Linked DNA regions of Mus musculus: regions 2 and 3 are each linked to region 1. A link is a contact called in public promoter capture Hi-C data. All regions are on one chromosome and are shown on one strand. Each heading gives the region's core, a stretch centred on a gene start, on an enhancer-like site or on the middle of the called end of the contact. The rest is flanking DNA. Distances are from core to core; before and after follow the strand shown. Region 1 holds the start of Zfp882 (zinc finger protein 882). Region 2 holds the start of Use1 (unconventional SNARE in the ER 1 homolog (S. cerevisiae)). Region 3 has its middle 8.5 kb from the start of Gm7827.

Region 1 (4,816 bases), core at 1,871-4,370:
TTTCAAAACAAGAGTACTGAGCAAAAATGTCTAAACAAAATAACGTTATGTGGCTTCATTACCCTGATATCACAAATAGATCACCCAGAAATAGAGACAGACAGACAGACAGATCAACTGAGGAACTTCAGAGTTAAACTGCATCATAGATCATGCACCTAACAGCCTTTTACTCCTTTTACTCTATCAAACAAGTGCAGAACACATGCTCTTCTCAGCATCAGATGAAAGCTTCTCCAAAATACATCACCTACTAGGTGATAAGGCATTAGTAAATCAAAATACATTTTAAAAAGCCAACTAACAGAGCAACCAACCAAACACACCCCCCCCAACCAAAAAACACTCTGAAATGCTTTCTTGCATTGTACAAGATCAAAAATAGTCAACTTGCAAAATACTTAATTTGGAAAAACTATTAAGAAATCTAAGTCCAGGAAGACAGCTTAGTTTTTATCCTGCTCGCCACCTAAACATAAAAAACTAATTTCTGATCCCTAGTGCTCACATACAAAGTTGGCCATGGTGGCACACACCAGTGATGGGTACTTAGAAGGCTTGTACTGTGAAACTATTAGAGGAAAACAAAAATGTAGCCAAACTGCTCTGTAAAATGTATATATGATAATAAACAGCTCTGTAGAATGTATATATGACAATAAACTGCTCTGTAGAATGTATATATGATAATAGAAATAAACGAAAGGAAATCTTTACTTGGAAACATGCTCACATTTTTCCCTTTCCCATGAATAGAAATCAAATTATATACTGAAATGGAAAAGGCAAAAATCAAGAATTCAAAATCGCATAACTGACCTCAGATGCAAGACAGTCTTTGATAATATTAAACACCATGTCATGATAAGAGCTCAGAATCTAGTAGGCACAGAAGAATCATACATTAACATAGTAAAGGTCTGTATGACAGACACACATTAGTAATAACATTCTAAATGAAGGGGGCAAAACCTGAATGCATTGTCTCAAAAACCATAAAAAAACCAAAACCCACTAAGTGACTATTCACTACTCTTCTTGAATATAATATTAAACTATTAGCCAGAGAATTATGCAAGCAAAGGCAATAACAGGTATATAAATCAGAAAGGAGGAAGTCAAACCATCTTTGTTTCAATACATAAAGAGGAAAACCCAAACCTGTTACTGTAGTGTACACCAGGAGTCCCAGTATGTGGGAGGCTAAGAAAGCAGGGTTAAGAGTTCCAGGTCAGCCAGGCGTACACAGTTATACTGTCTGTGTAAAAAGTAACAAACAAACAAACAAACAAACAAACAAACAAACAAAAAAGGTATAAACCGGGTGTGGTGGCGCACACTTTTAATCCCAGCATTCAGGAGGCAGAGGCAGGCAGATTTCTGAGTTCGAGGCCAGCCTGGTCTACAAAGTGAGTTCTAGGACAGCCAGGGCTATAGAGAGAAACCCTGTCTCGAAAAAACCAACCAACCAACCAACCAACCAACCAAACAAACAAAAGTAACACATATCTGAGAAAACTAAGGAGAGTCCAAAAGATTACACCAAAAAGGCTTATATTATAAAGTATTTAGCAAGGGTACAAAATCAACACACAATGCCAGTATATTTTCTCTCAGCAAGTAATGAACTATCTCAGAGATACACTGTTAGAAAGTCATAATGCCTATACACATAAACTAAAATGCCCAAATTAAATGATGATGAGAAAATGTTCTACAAAGGCAGCTTTAGGTCACTGAAGAAAAAAATAAAGAGAAAGAAAGAGAGGATTTGGAGTTGGGTGGGCAGAGAGGTGGAGAGATTGGGGAGGAGTTGGGGAGAGGAAAAGTGTAATCAGAATATATTGTGTGAATTTTTTTTCAATTAAAAAAAATAAAGAAATTAAACACGACACTAGAAAAGACTACCATGATCATGGATTAGGAGAATCAATATTGCTAAAATAATTCAAAGTTGTAATTCAGATTCAATGAAATTTCCATTAAATAATCACATTTTACACACAACTAGCAACAGTTCTTAAAATTGCTATGACAGTGCAACAGACCCGGGGGGAGCCCAAGATATCCTCAGCAAAAAAAGAGCACACTGTGCAGATCTGTAATGAAAATAAACAGAACAGAACAGAACAGAACAGAACAGAACAGAACGAAGCAAAACCCGACAGAGTAGTGTCATAAATATTGATGTACAGTCCATTGGAAAAGAGAAAATAAAAATAAGCCCATACGTTCAGCCAACTGATTCTCAACAAAGGTGCCAAAAATATATACCAGAGAAAGCACCAATAAAATAATGGTGTTAATGCTGGATTTCTACATGATGTTTGAAACTAGACTCTGATCCTAGAGAAAAACCAATTCACAAATTGTTCACTTGTTGCCTGAAAATGACTGGCTGCTCAGAAAAGACAAAACACTATTAAGCACGATCAAACCCGTACCTTAATACTGTTGACATATCCCTCCAAGCAAAGCCCTTCTCTTCTAGCCACCGCTTGACACGTTTCACACTTTTTATCTCGGGCCTTCTCCCTATTTCTAACAGTCCTTTCAAATAAAGTCATGTCTCAGCATTAAAGAAGTTGAATCCCTACAAACCGCCCAACTGCATCACAGATGGCCACACTCCTTGCACCCCCATGTTGCTCACGGGGACCTGTGGATCGCCCGGTCCAGTGAGTTTGGCAATGTGGGGACGGGCCTGGGAACCGAGGGATTTCAATTGTCAATCAAGCAGCAACAACAAAAGCATTTGGATGGAGAAGACATTCAAGGATTCCAGAATCCGCTTCCCATGGACCGGAAAGACTGGGAAATCAGGTTCTACTAGGCAAAACAAAGCAGCGGCACATCGCCCCCGCGCGGCTCCCGTACCGCCAACACAGCTGGCCGCGCAGTCCAGGAGTCGCGCGCGCAGCTGCAGTCTTTGCCGTGGTTCCCGTACCGAGGGACTCGCCTGCATTCCCCGCATCCCCGATGCTCACCATAGCTGAGCTCCGGACCTCAAGCAGCCTCACGCGGCTCCAGGGTGGAGCGGCCTGAGGTCCAGCGACCCCAAACTCCCTCAGCGGACTGGACTGAGAGAGCAGTGACAATGGCGTTGCCAGGAAGAAAGATGGCGGGTGAAGAACTTCCGCTCTGTTCTCCGGGCCTCCAGCGACCTGACTCTGATACTGGGTTTGACGGTCATGAGAAACCTGAAGCTGAACAGTTTGGCACTCAACTGAGAACAGAGTCGCAACTATGGTAGCACCAGAAAGAAAGATGGCGGTGATGCTCTTCCGCTTTGCCTGACCCCAGTCTTGATTGGATCACTTATCTCATAACTGTTTTGGGGAGGGTCAATGTTACACTGCAGGGTAGAACAATACAGCACTCCCTGAGCTGACCGTACAGTTTAGCGACTTTGGCACCAGAAAGAAAAATGGAGTTAAGGAACTTCCCACTGGTGCTCTTGACCCATACACAGAGCCCCTTGTGATGTTGTATGTTGTCAAAAGACCCTTACAAAGACCACAGAGACCGCCATCGTTGCAAAACGCATGAGGATTTTACTTGTCCAACATGTTGGGGAACACCCTCTCAGCACCAGGCCAGAGGAGAGATCCAGAACAAAGGAACACACTTTTTATTACCTTTGTAAGGGCCGGATCTAGGCACCAGGGTAGTTTGGCTTATTTTAATTGGTGTAGCCAATAACCTTTTTGGACATTGGTTGATTTGTATAGGGTGACTCTCATTTTGTCTGTCCTTGTGGTTTTTAGTGTAAGGCAGGGCAGGGGCATTGTTAATCTTGTTCTGGCAGCTGTAAGCTTAGTCATTTTGACCGTTAAAACTATGTTTCTATATTTGTTTAGCCAGCCAGCTTCTTTATCTGGCTCTGTACTTGGCCTGGTAGTACAGTTTGGAAAGTCCTTTTGAAGGGGGAAGGTACTAGGTAGTCTTGAATTTATTTTGGATATTACAGTGACACGATAAAGAATCCTTACCTAACTGGAACGAAAACAAGCACTCCAGAGTTAGCCATTTCCAGAACTGTCTAGTTTAAAATAAAAATGAGTGAATGAATGAATGAATGAATGAATAAATAGTGCAGAATTCTGTCAGACCTTCAAAGAGGAGCTAATACCAATTCTCTTCCACAAAATAGAAACAGAAGGAACACTACCTACTTCATTCTATGAAGCCACAGTTATGTTGATACCAAAACCACACAATGACTCAACAAGAAAGAGAACTTTAGACCAATTTCCCTTATGAATATTGATGTAAAAATACTCAATAAAATTCTTGCAAACTGAGTCCAAGAACACATCAAAACAATAACTCACCATGATCAAGTAGGCTTCATCCCAGGGATGCAGGGATGGTTCAACATGTGAAAATCCATCAATGTAATCCACTATATAAACAAAACTCAAAGAAAAAAAAAACACATGATGATCTCATTAGATGCTGAAAAAGCACTCAAGAAAATACAACACCTGTTCATGTTAAAAGTCTTGGAAAGATCAGGAATTCAAGGCCCATACCTAAACATAGTAAAAGCAGTATATAGCAAACCAATAGCCGACATCAAACTAAATGGAGAGAAACTTGAAGCAATCCCAGTAAAATCAGGAACTAGACAAGACTGTCCACTCTCTCCTTATCTATTCAATATAGTACTAGAAGTTCTAGCCAGAGCAACAAAAGGAGGTTAAAGAGATACAAATTTGAAAGCAAGAAGTCAGAATATCACTATTTGCAGAAGATAGTATACTTAAGTATGATAGTATACTTAAGTGACCCCAAAAATTCCACCAGATAATTC
Region 2 (4,370 bases), core at 1,418-3,917, 540 kb after region 1:
TGCCCTACGCCTTTGGAGCAGAGTGGCCAGGTGAAGGGCTGTAGGCTGACTTCAGGATAGAGGTGTCCTGGCTGGCACCACCCTGCAGCCCAGGCACCCCCTGCAACACACACACACACACACACACACTGCTAGCACTGAAGACATGTGGGTTGGTGTGCAGGCTTTCTTGTTTTATTTCAGCCTGGGCATGATTCGGATAAACAGGATCATGCTGATGAACACGAAGCACACGACAATGAGCATGGCCCACAGCAGCCAGTTCACTGACTTCTGTGCATGCTGCTCCAATCTCTCCGACTCCAGCTTCAGCTTCTCCAGGTTCTGGTCTGCCATCTTGAGTGAATGTGACAGGGTCTGTGGGAGAAGAAGGGGCTGTGTCAACAAGACTGAGACCCAAGTATGACTTTTCCTGAGTAGCCTGTGCTTCTGGTGCATAGTGTGACCTCGGCCAAGCATGCTCAGCTACCCCCTCCCCCTGGGCTTTAACAAACTCTTGCTCAACCAGCAAAACACCAGTCACAATGCCCCTTTTTTGCAGAGCTTTCTGAGGCAGACAGAGGCAGCAGTGTTACCACACCTGATTGTCCTTCTTGATGACACTCTGGGCAGCCAGTGTGTTGGTCTTGAGGCTGCGGGCCAGGCCTAGCATCTCCTCAGCCAGCTTTTCCTGGAGGCCCTGGTGCCTCTGGAGGACGAGGTCTAGCTCGGATGCTGACTGCCTCTCATCTGCAGGTCTGGACCCCTTCGCACTGCTGACGCCACATTTGTAGGTCCCCAGTAGTGATAGGTAAAGACATCCATGTGGCCCTTTCCCAAGGATCCCAGGGCCCATGGCACCACCCTCAGTTCTACTGGGGACTCAGTTTCCCCTGCTCTTTTACATTCTGGGAACAGCAGCCCCAGAAAGGACTTCCAGCAGGCAGCTGGTCCTTATAGCAGCTCAGGGGCCCCAGCTTCAGCCGCTCATTTCCCTTCCCTGTCACGCTGTGGCTGAAATACTCACGCTCGTTTCCTCATGTCCACCTCACATTCTGGAAGCAAAAGAGGCCAAGAACAAAGAAGATAGCTTTCTTGTTTCCAAACTTCTGACCTTGATCAGCAAAATGCTGTTCTGCCTGTGAACTGCTTTTTGCCCACTCTCCCTGGTCCCAGATCCCTCTCAATGGCCTAGCACTGTGCTGGGAACCATCCTCTTTCTCAGCCTCCCCTCAGGCAAAGATGACCCTGGGACCTCTTCCTGGGCTGGGAAAAATCAAGGGGGATGGGCAGGCATGAGGGCTGTGGGGTGGCAGGAACAGTCATGCTCAGCATGTCTCACCTCCAGATGGTTCCTGTGGGGAGGAGAGAGGAATGAGGCCATGCTCTTTGATATCTTCCCTAAATCTCTCTCTGCTTTGGGCTGACTCATGTAAAGCTGTGGGGCCAACTCTGGGGTTTAACCAGATGTGGTCCATTCTTCTTTGTTTTGCTAATTTTTTTTAAGACAGAGTTTCTCTGTGTAGCCCTGATTACTGGACTTATTCTGTAGAGCAAGCAGGCTGGCTTTGAACTCACAAAGATCTGCCTGCCTCTGCCTCCTCAGTGCTGAGGTTTAAAGACGTGTACTACCACCACCCAGCCAAATTCCTCTTCTTGAGCACAGTGCCTTCCTGGGGAAGCCTTGCCTAAGGCCCACTAGAGTTTGTGGTATTATTCCAGTCTTTCCCCTCTGAAGACTACTCTTTTTGCTATCCAGAGGTTGGTCCCAAGTACAAGGGAGGGAATCGTACCATGCCCAACAGCTCACTCCGCATCTCACTGGTGTAACGTGCCCTAGACTGCAAATGTACAGTCTTGGTGGCAGGCACCCGCTCCTTGGCTGTGGTGGGCACGCGGCCAGGAGCCAGGAACTGGTTAGCTAGAGCTTTTTCAGAGGAGGAGGTCTGAGGAGACATAGGAAGGGGAAGACGAGTTACTGGGGGGCTGTGCCCTGGTCCTAGGGGCTGTGGGGAACTGAGTGAGGCCCGCCTGAGGGATGGGAGGGCAGGCTCACCAACTTCTCGGCCTGCAGCATGCCCTTCAGAAAGTCCACTTTGCGGGAGTACTCGCTGATCACTTCTGAGGCCGGTTTACTGAAAGGCAGCAGGAAAAAGTTAGTCTGCTGCTGTGCCGTCGTAGGAGGTGGTGACTCGGTGCCCCCACACTCACCTTGCTTGAACTTTCAGGGCCTGCAGCATGTCTTCCAGGGCACCCACATACTGGGAGGGAAGGTATGGTGTCAGCCAAGCCAGTGGCCCAAGGCAGGAGCAAACCAGGGAGAGGGGTGGGACCCGGAGAGGAGTCAGAGAGGGGAGGGGACATAAGCGAAGACCTAGAATTGAGAGGGCGTGGCCTGTGCGTGAAGCTGTAGGGAGAAAACTAGGACGTCAGGGGTTACGCACGAGGGGCGTGTCGCCGCGGACCAGAAGGAGCGGAGACAGTGGCCTGTGGAGTTGGTTCGCAGGCCTTTGCGGCGGCGTGGGAATCCCTCACCTTCTCCAGTCGCCACTCGTCCGGTTCTCGTTTTTCTGCCGCCATCGACTCACAGCGACAAAGCAGCCGTACCAGGTTCAACTCCAACCGCGACGTCGCCAGCGGGCGATGATAGGCTCCTTCCGCCTGCGCCATCTTAGAAAAGGGCGGAAGTGCCTGAGTGAGGTCCTTCCCCTCCGAGGTCCGCCCTGCTACGCTTGGGACGGAAGTAGAGTTTTATTTCAAGCCGCAGTTTATTCAAAGATAAATCGTTTTCGTCCCTGTCTCTTTTTAAAATGATGGTCTTGATACCTGGCCTTTTTCGTTTTTTGAAGCAGAGTCTCTGTAGTCCATGTAGGCCCTGAACAGCCGATTATGTCCGGCGAGAATTCGTTGAAAGGACTGGAAAAGCCATTCCTCATCTTCCCTCGCCGGTCATTGCATTCCGCTTGTTCACCTCGCCTCTGCGCGCGCAGTGCACGTGTTTTCTACCTCTGTAGCGGGAACCTTGACCTGGGGTCTCCCCCGACCCTGCTTGATGACGTGTCAGTTGGGCGTTTCCATCTGGCCGGACCTGCTAGTTTCCAGTCCTGGCTGCCAGCATCCTGAGCTTTAATAAATCATGGTCCATGGCCCCCCCTTCCCTAGCTACCAGCAACTCTCTTTCATTTTAGGTTACATGTAGTCGGCTACATGATCGAGGCCCCGAAGGATGGAGAATATTGTACCTCCCGAAGAACTTAGCCAATGAGAAATTCAGGGATCAGGGAATGAATGCCATGAGGATTATAAAACAAGCCAGGATGCCCTGGAGCTGGATTTACCGTGGTTGTGAACCAATATTAGGTTTACCTCTTTCACTCGCATGTAACTTATGAGCATTAGAAATGCTAGACAAGCCGTCTCAGTCCACGTTTTTAGAAAAGATGCCTGTGACTCCGGGGATCTGACACCTCTGATTTCTTCACGTTTCATATGCACACACCAACACACAATTAAACATAACATTTTAACCTGGGCAGGGTGGTGGTAGGGTTTTAATCCTAGCACTCAGGAGAAAGAGGCAGGTGGATCTTTGAGTTTGAGGCCAGCTTGGTCTACAGAGAGAGTTCCAAGACAGCCAGGGCTACACAGAGAAACCCTGTCTCTAAAAAACTATTTAAACCTTAAAAAACAAAAATGATACTGGATCCCCGAGCACTGGAGTTATGGTGACTGTGAGGGCCATGTGATGCTGGTAATTGAATACTGAGCCTTGTTGCTTGTGGTTTGAATCAAAATGAGCCCATAGTAAACCACAGGCAGTGGCCATATTGGAGGAAGTACACCATGGGGTGGGGTGTGCTTTGAGGTCTCAAAAACTAGGCCTACTGGAATACAGTCCTTTTCCTGCTGCCTGCTGATTCAGATATGGACTCCTCAGCTACCTCTGTCTGAGTGTCACCATACTTCCTGACATGACAATGATGGACTAAACTCCTGTGAACCAGCCCCCCCCGCCCCCCAATTTTTCCTTTATAAAAGTTGCCATGGTCATGGTGTCTCTTCCCAGCAATAGAAGCCCTATGTCCTCTGAAAGAACAGTAAGCACTGTTCGGAGCTAGCTCTCACTATACAGCCCTGACTGGCCTCTTTTGAGATTAAAGGCCTGTGCCACACTAGTACCTGCACGCCATCCTGACTACCACACCCACAGAATGTGTCTCCTTTCTAAAGAGGAAAGATGCTGTGTTGTATGTATGTACCATTTTTTTGCTCTTCTGCTCACCTGCTGCTACAACCTGCATTACTTTGGGATTGACCGAAATGGAGTGACATGGAATAAAGAAACAACAGTCACACATACCTAAGACCTGGCATTGGGTGGGATGTCTTAC
Region 3 (4,527 bases), core at 1,912-4,411, 780 kb after region 1:
GAGCAAGAGAGAGGCAAGAGAGCAAGAGGTTAAGAGCTGGTTGTGAGAATGTTACTGCTTTTTCTTCTTCAGGGAGTATAAGACGGTTTAAATAGTTTACCTGATTTTGATTTAACTTTGGTAAGTGGTATGTGTCTAGAAGAAAAAAGCCCATTTCATTAAGACTTTCCAACTTTGTGGATACAGGTTTTTCAATAAAACCTATTAATTCATTGAATTTTCTGATATTCTATTGTTATGTCTCCTTTATCACCTCTGATTTTGTTTATTTGGATACTGTCTCTATGCCTTTTAGTTTGGCTAAGGGTTTGTCTATCTTGTTGATTTTCTCAAAGAACCAGCTCTTGATTTTGTTGATCCTTGGTGTTGTTTTCTTTGTGTCTAATTGATTGAGTTCAGTCCTGATTTGGATTGTTTCCTGCTGTCTACTCCTTTTGTGTGTGTTTGCCTCTTTTACTAGAGCTTTCAGACGTACTTTTAAATTTCTGGAATGTGGGCTTTCTAATCTCTTTATGGAGGCCATTGGTGCTATGAACTTTCCTCTTAGCAGCACTTTTATTGTGCCCCTTAAATTTCAGGTATATTGTGCTTTCATTTTCATTGAATTGTAGAAAGTCTTTAATTTCTTTATTTCTTCCTTGACCCAGAGATCATTGAGTAGAGAGTTGTTCAGTTCCCACGAGTGTGTAGGCTTTCTGGTTTTTCTGTTGTTATTGAAGTCCAGCTTTAACCTACTGTGTTCTGATAGGATGCAAGGGGTCATTTCAATTTTCTTGTAGCTGATGAGGCTTTCTTTGTGACCAACTATATGGTCAATTTTGGAGAAATTTCCAGAAGGTGATGAGAAAAAGTTACAAGCTCTTGATTTGGGGTGAAATATTCTACACATATTACATAGGTCCATTTGATTGATAACATCTGTTAGTTGCTTGTAGATGACTGAGGCTGGGGACGTTTCCAGTGGATGGTTGACAGGACTTGGGCACTTCTTATGGATGACTGCCAGGCTGTGGGCTTTTCCTATGAATAATTAACAGGCTGTTGGGGGTTGTTGCACAGATTTTGATAAGTTGTGTGTGTCCTGTGGATGATTGACAGGCTTTGGGTCTTGCATAGGAATGACCTATAGATGCAATTCTACAGATCTCTTGAATCTATATAAATTTTTGATAACAAATGAAAATCTAAACCCTATGTCATCAATACTTTGATTTTTTTCATTCCCATATTTCTTTTGTTTTATGCCCATGAGTAGTGTTTCCATACCTCACTACCAGCAGGAGCACAACACACTCCTAAGGTAATAGATAAAGTGTCCATGGTAATCCAGGTGCTAAATGTTAGCAAAGCAGGACCTCATGCTTTGCCATAAAATCATCAGTGTGCCCCTGGACTCATACAAAAATTGGGTAAATATCTCTACAAAGTGGTAACCTATACTATCCAACTCCCATGCTTGATATTCAAAAGGCTTTAAGCAAAATGAAACTAGGGTTCCAAAGAGTATGGCTCGTTCCATTTAATAATTTAAATTTATAGAGTGTATGAAACTTGACTGAGAAGAGGAACATAAAGATATAAGAATAGGAAGATCTGGGGAGATAGTAAAATCTATATTCTACACTATAGCTATCTAAATTATGTGTGGGAAAGAAATGGACTGATAGAACGAAAAACTACAGTTGGACAATTCAGTGTTTTTAAAGAAAACATTCAATGAGCAAAAGAATATCTTGAAACTATAATTTATAATTTATTCTTGTATTATCTATATGAAGCTCCAACTTAAAGAATAATTAGCCCCTTAGAACTACAAAATGATCAAGAAGCAAGGGGACTACAGAAAATCTACAGTTGTGTGATTGGTTCCCCTTCATAACCTAGTGCAGAATAAGAATAGGAAATAAGAATAAAGGGCAGGGGTGGTTGGTAAAACTCAATTGGTAAAATACTTGCCCTGAAAACCTGAGTGAAGATGTGGGGATAAGGGGATCCCCAAAGCTTACTTGCCTGCAAGTCTGAGAGTCAGTGTGCTTCAAGAGAGTAAATCAAACACACCAGGGATTTGGGTGAGTGAACATGTCTTTAAAACTGAGGGACCACTGGGTGGAACACACAGGGAGGCTTGATGGCCTGAGTTCTGTCCCCAGAACCCATAATGTGGCAGAAGAGAACTGTCAAGCAGCAAGTCCTCTGACCACCACACACTAGGCTCCGCATGTGTGGGACACGGGAAAATGAGAGGATGACAGTGTCAGTCTCTGTCCTTCACAGGTGTATCAATGCATACACCACATGTGCACAAGGTGAGTATGGGGGAGCAGGGTCACGGTGACAGTTCAAAATGTCTTTGTTTGGTCCATTAGCCAACACAGGAGATATTGAACTAATAATTCTTGGTGATGTCTTTGCATTAAAGTTGACAATAGATCTTATGATAAATTTTTCCGTATTATATATAACATAGTATAATTAACATGAATATTATGGAGAGATGGCTTAGCAGTTAAGAGCTCTAGTTTTGTTTGTAGTGCACTCAGTTTTGAGTGCTAGCACCACATGGCAGCTCACAACTGTCCATAACTCCTGTTCCAGGGCATTTCTCACTCAATTCTAGCATACAGTGCATAGAAAACAAACAGCAGCAAAATACTCCTCTATATAAAGCTACAAAAGTTAAGCATATACAATGAAGTAAAATGTATGTAGTTTCTTTAACTAAGTCATGTTAAAATATCCAATACAGTTCTTCAAAAGAGACAATGGGAAAGTATTTATAAACTAACTGAATTTTTTGTTTTGTTTTCCTTATAGAAGGCCTGGGAGCTGATGTCTTAAAGTACGTATGTCTAGGTGCCCAGGACCCTAAAGCAGGTAAATGATCCAGTGAGGCTCAGTAAAAAAGAGCCTAAGTATAACCTCTCCCCTCTCAGAATGCATTCCATAAAGTACAGTGTGCCCATGCTACACTCAACAGACCCAAGAAGGCTGGATAGGAAGAAGGGCACAAGAAAGGATGTTTGATTCTATTGAATGGTCATGGGATGCAGATGGAGGGAGAGAACTGCATGAGAAAGGAGATAGGGATGGAGAGGTGGGTTCATTGTCTGGTGTGGGGAGGAGGGGGGTCCATGATAATGAATGGAAATCTGCAACTGACAGGGATGGTAAGGAGGGGGCAACTTTAGGAAGAGACGGAGACATAGGATAGGGGATTCACACAAGTATCACTGTGGGTGTGCTTAGCTGTGACTCAGCATTGGCGATATGGAGCCTGGGGAGGCTTCCTCTTCTGGCTAGGCAGGAACCCCAGTGGAGCAATAGTGACATTAACCCACCCACAAAACTTTTAACCCAAAACTTTTCCTGTCTAAAGAAATGCAGGAATAGGGGATGGAGTAGAGACTAAGGGAATGGCCAACCAAAACCCCACCAAACTTGAGACCCATCCCATGGGCAAGCAACAGTCCCTGACACTATTAATGATACCCTGTTATGCTCATAGACACATACTGGTACATACTTTCCTATGAGAGAATCCACCCAGCAATGACTTAAATAGATGTAGACACCCACAGCTAAACATTAGATGGAACTTGGAGACTCTTGTGGAAAAATAAGAAGGGTGGCAGTGCCTAAGGGGATAGGAACTTCACACGAAGAACAACAGAATCAACTAATGTGGGACCATGAAAGGCAGCCTAGTTTCTGATTGAGCTAGGTTAAAAACCCCAGAGACACAGCAGATAACTCTGCAAGGAACAGTAGGTGCTTTGCCACGCTCCTAGACAACAGGATCCTAGACACCTAGGAGGCCTCTCCTCAAGACCATTTTAATGAGGTTCCTAAAGGCCTGAAGAGCATAGCCAATTAAGCTCTCCTTCCCAGACACTACTCACTGCAAAAGGTATGTAACCTCAGGCCTGCCCTGAGAAAGAGAGTATAGTTTCACTCATCACAACAGTCCTCCATGACAATAAATGCTTTAAAACCATGGACTGTTAAAGATCTTTTCCCAATCTGTTGGTTGCCTTTTTATCTTACTGACAGTGTCCTTTGCCTTATAGAAGTTTTGCAATTTTATGAAGTCCCATTTGTCAATTCTTGATCTTACAGCACAAGCCATTGGTGTTCTGGCCATGAATATTCCCCCTGTGCCCATATCTTCGAGGCTCTTCCCCACTTTCTCCTCTATAAGTTTCAGTGTCTCTGGTTTTATGTGGAGTTCCTTGATCCAGTTAGACTTGAGCTTTGTAGAAGGAGATAAGAATGGATCAATTCACATTCTTCTACATGCTAACTGCCAGTTGAGCCAGCACCATTTGTTGAAAATGCTGTCTTTTTTCACTGGATGGTTTTAGCTCCTTTGTCAAAGATCAAGTGACCATAGGTGTGTGGGTTCATTTCTGGGTCTTCAGTTCTACTCCATTGGTCTGTCTGTTGATGTACCAGTACCATGCAGTTTTTATCACAATCGCTCTGTAGTAGGACTTAAGGTAGGAGATGGTGATTCCACCAGAGGTTCTT

The links. Promoter capture Hi-C pulls out the DNA fragments that hold promoters and counts their contacts. Capture Hi-C pulls out chosen DNA fragments and counts their contacts.
Region 2: a promoter capture Hi-C map of liver shows a contact between it and region 1, with 2.2 times the contacts expected there. The contact joins the promoter of Use1 here to the promoter of Zfp882 in region 1. A contact is called at or near these places in 1 of 39 promoter capture datasets (hippocampal neurons), 1 of 484 Hi-C or Micro-C datasets (uterus), 2 of 115 datasets of contacts at active chromatin or transcription factors (astrocytes and neural tube) and 2 of 9 other capture datasets (adipose tissue and liver).
Region 3: a promoter capture Hi-C map of stem cell-derived epiblast-like cells shows a contact between it and region 1, with 5 times the contacts expected there. The contact joins the enhancer-like site here to the promoter of Zfp882 in region 1. A contact is called at or near these places in 13 of 39 promoter capture datasets (the 3T3-L1 cell line, 3T3-L1-derived adipocytes, the C10 cell line and 7 more), 2 of 15 datasets of contacts at CTCF or cohesin (large pre-B cells and pro-B cells), 1 of 484 Hi-C or Micro-C datasets (bone marrow-derived macrophages), 15 of 115 datasets of contacts at active chromatin or transcription factors (the 230-238 cell line, acute myeloid leukemia, astrocytes and 6 more) and 4 of 9 other capture datasets (adipose tissue, embryonic stem cells, liver and 1 more).

The regions. Positions count from the first base shown.
Region 1 is chr8:71,906,910-71,911,725 of GRCm38.p6, reverse strand. It overlaps Zfp882 (zinc finger protein 882), which reads right to left and starts at 3,120. Exons shown (of 3, transcript NM_001166645.1): 1 at 2,988-3,120. The coding sequence starts at 2,990.
Region 2 is chr8:71,365,514-71,369,883 of GRCm38.p6, reverse strand. Use1 (unconventional SNARE in the ER 1 homolog (S. cerevisiae)) reads right to left here and starts at 2,667. Exons shown (of 8, transcript NM_025917.4): 1 at 2,515-2,667; 2 at 2,191-2,240; 3 at 2,036-2,114; 4 at 1,773-1,925; 5 at 1,322-1,334; 6 at 1,007-1,034; 7 at 581-752; 8 at 152-357. The coding sequence starts at 2,649. The coding sequence ends at 175.
Region 3 is chr8:71,129,560-71,134,086 of GRCm38.p6, reverse strand. It overlaps a transcript of Gm7827 not described here. Among named protein-coding and RNA genes, the nearest start is that of Gm7827, 8.5 kb to the left of the region's middle. Within about 2 kb of position 3,161, at least 6 of the 459 cell types and tissues checked have an H3K27ac peak or open chromatin away from gene starts, as enhancers often do. A contact at or near this core is called in stem cell-derived epiblast-like cells, where this site is marked.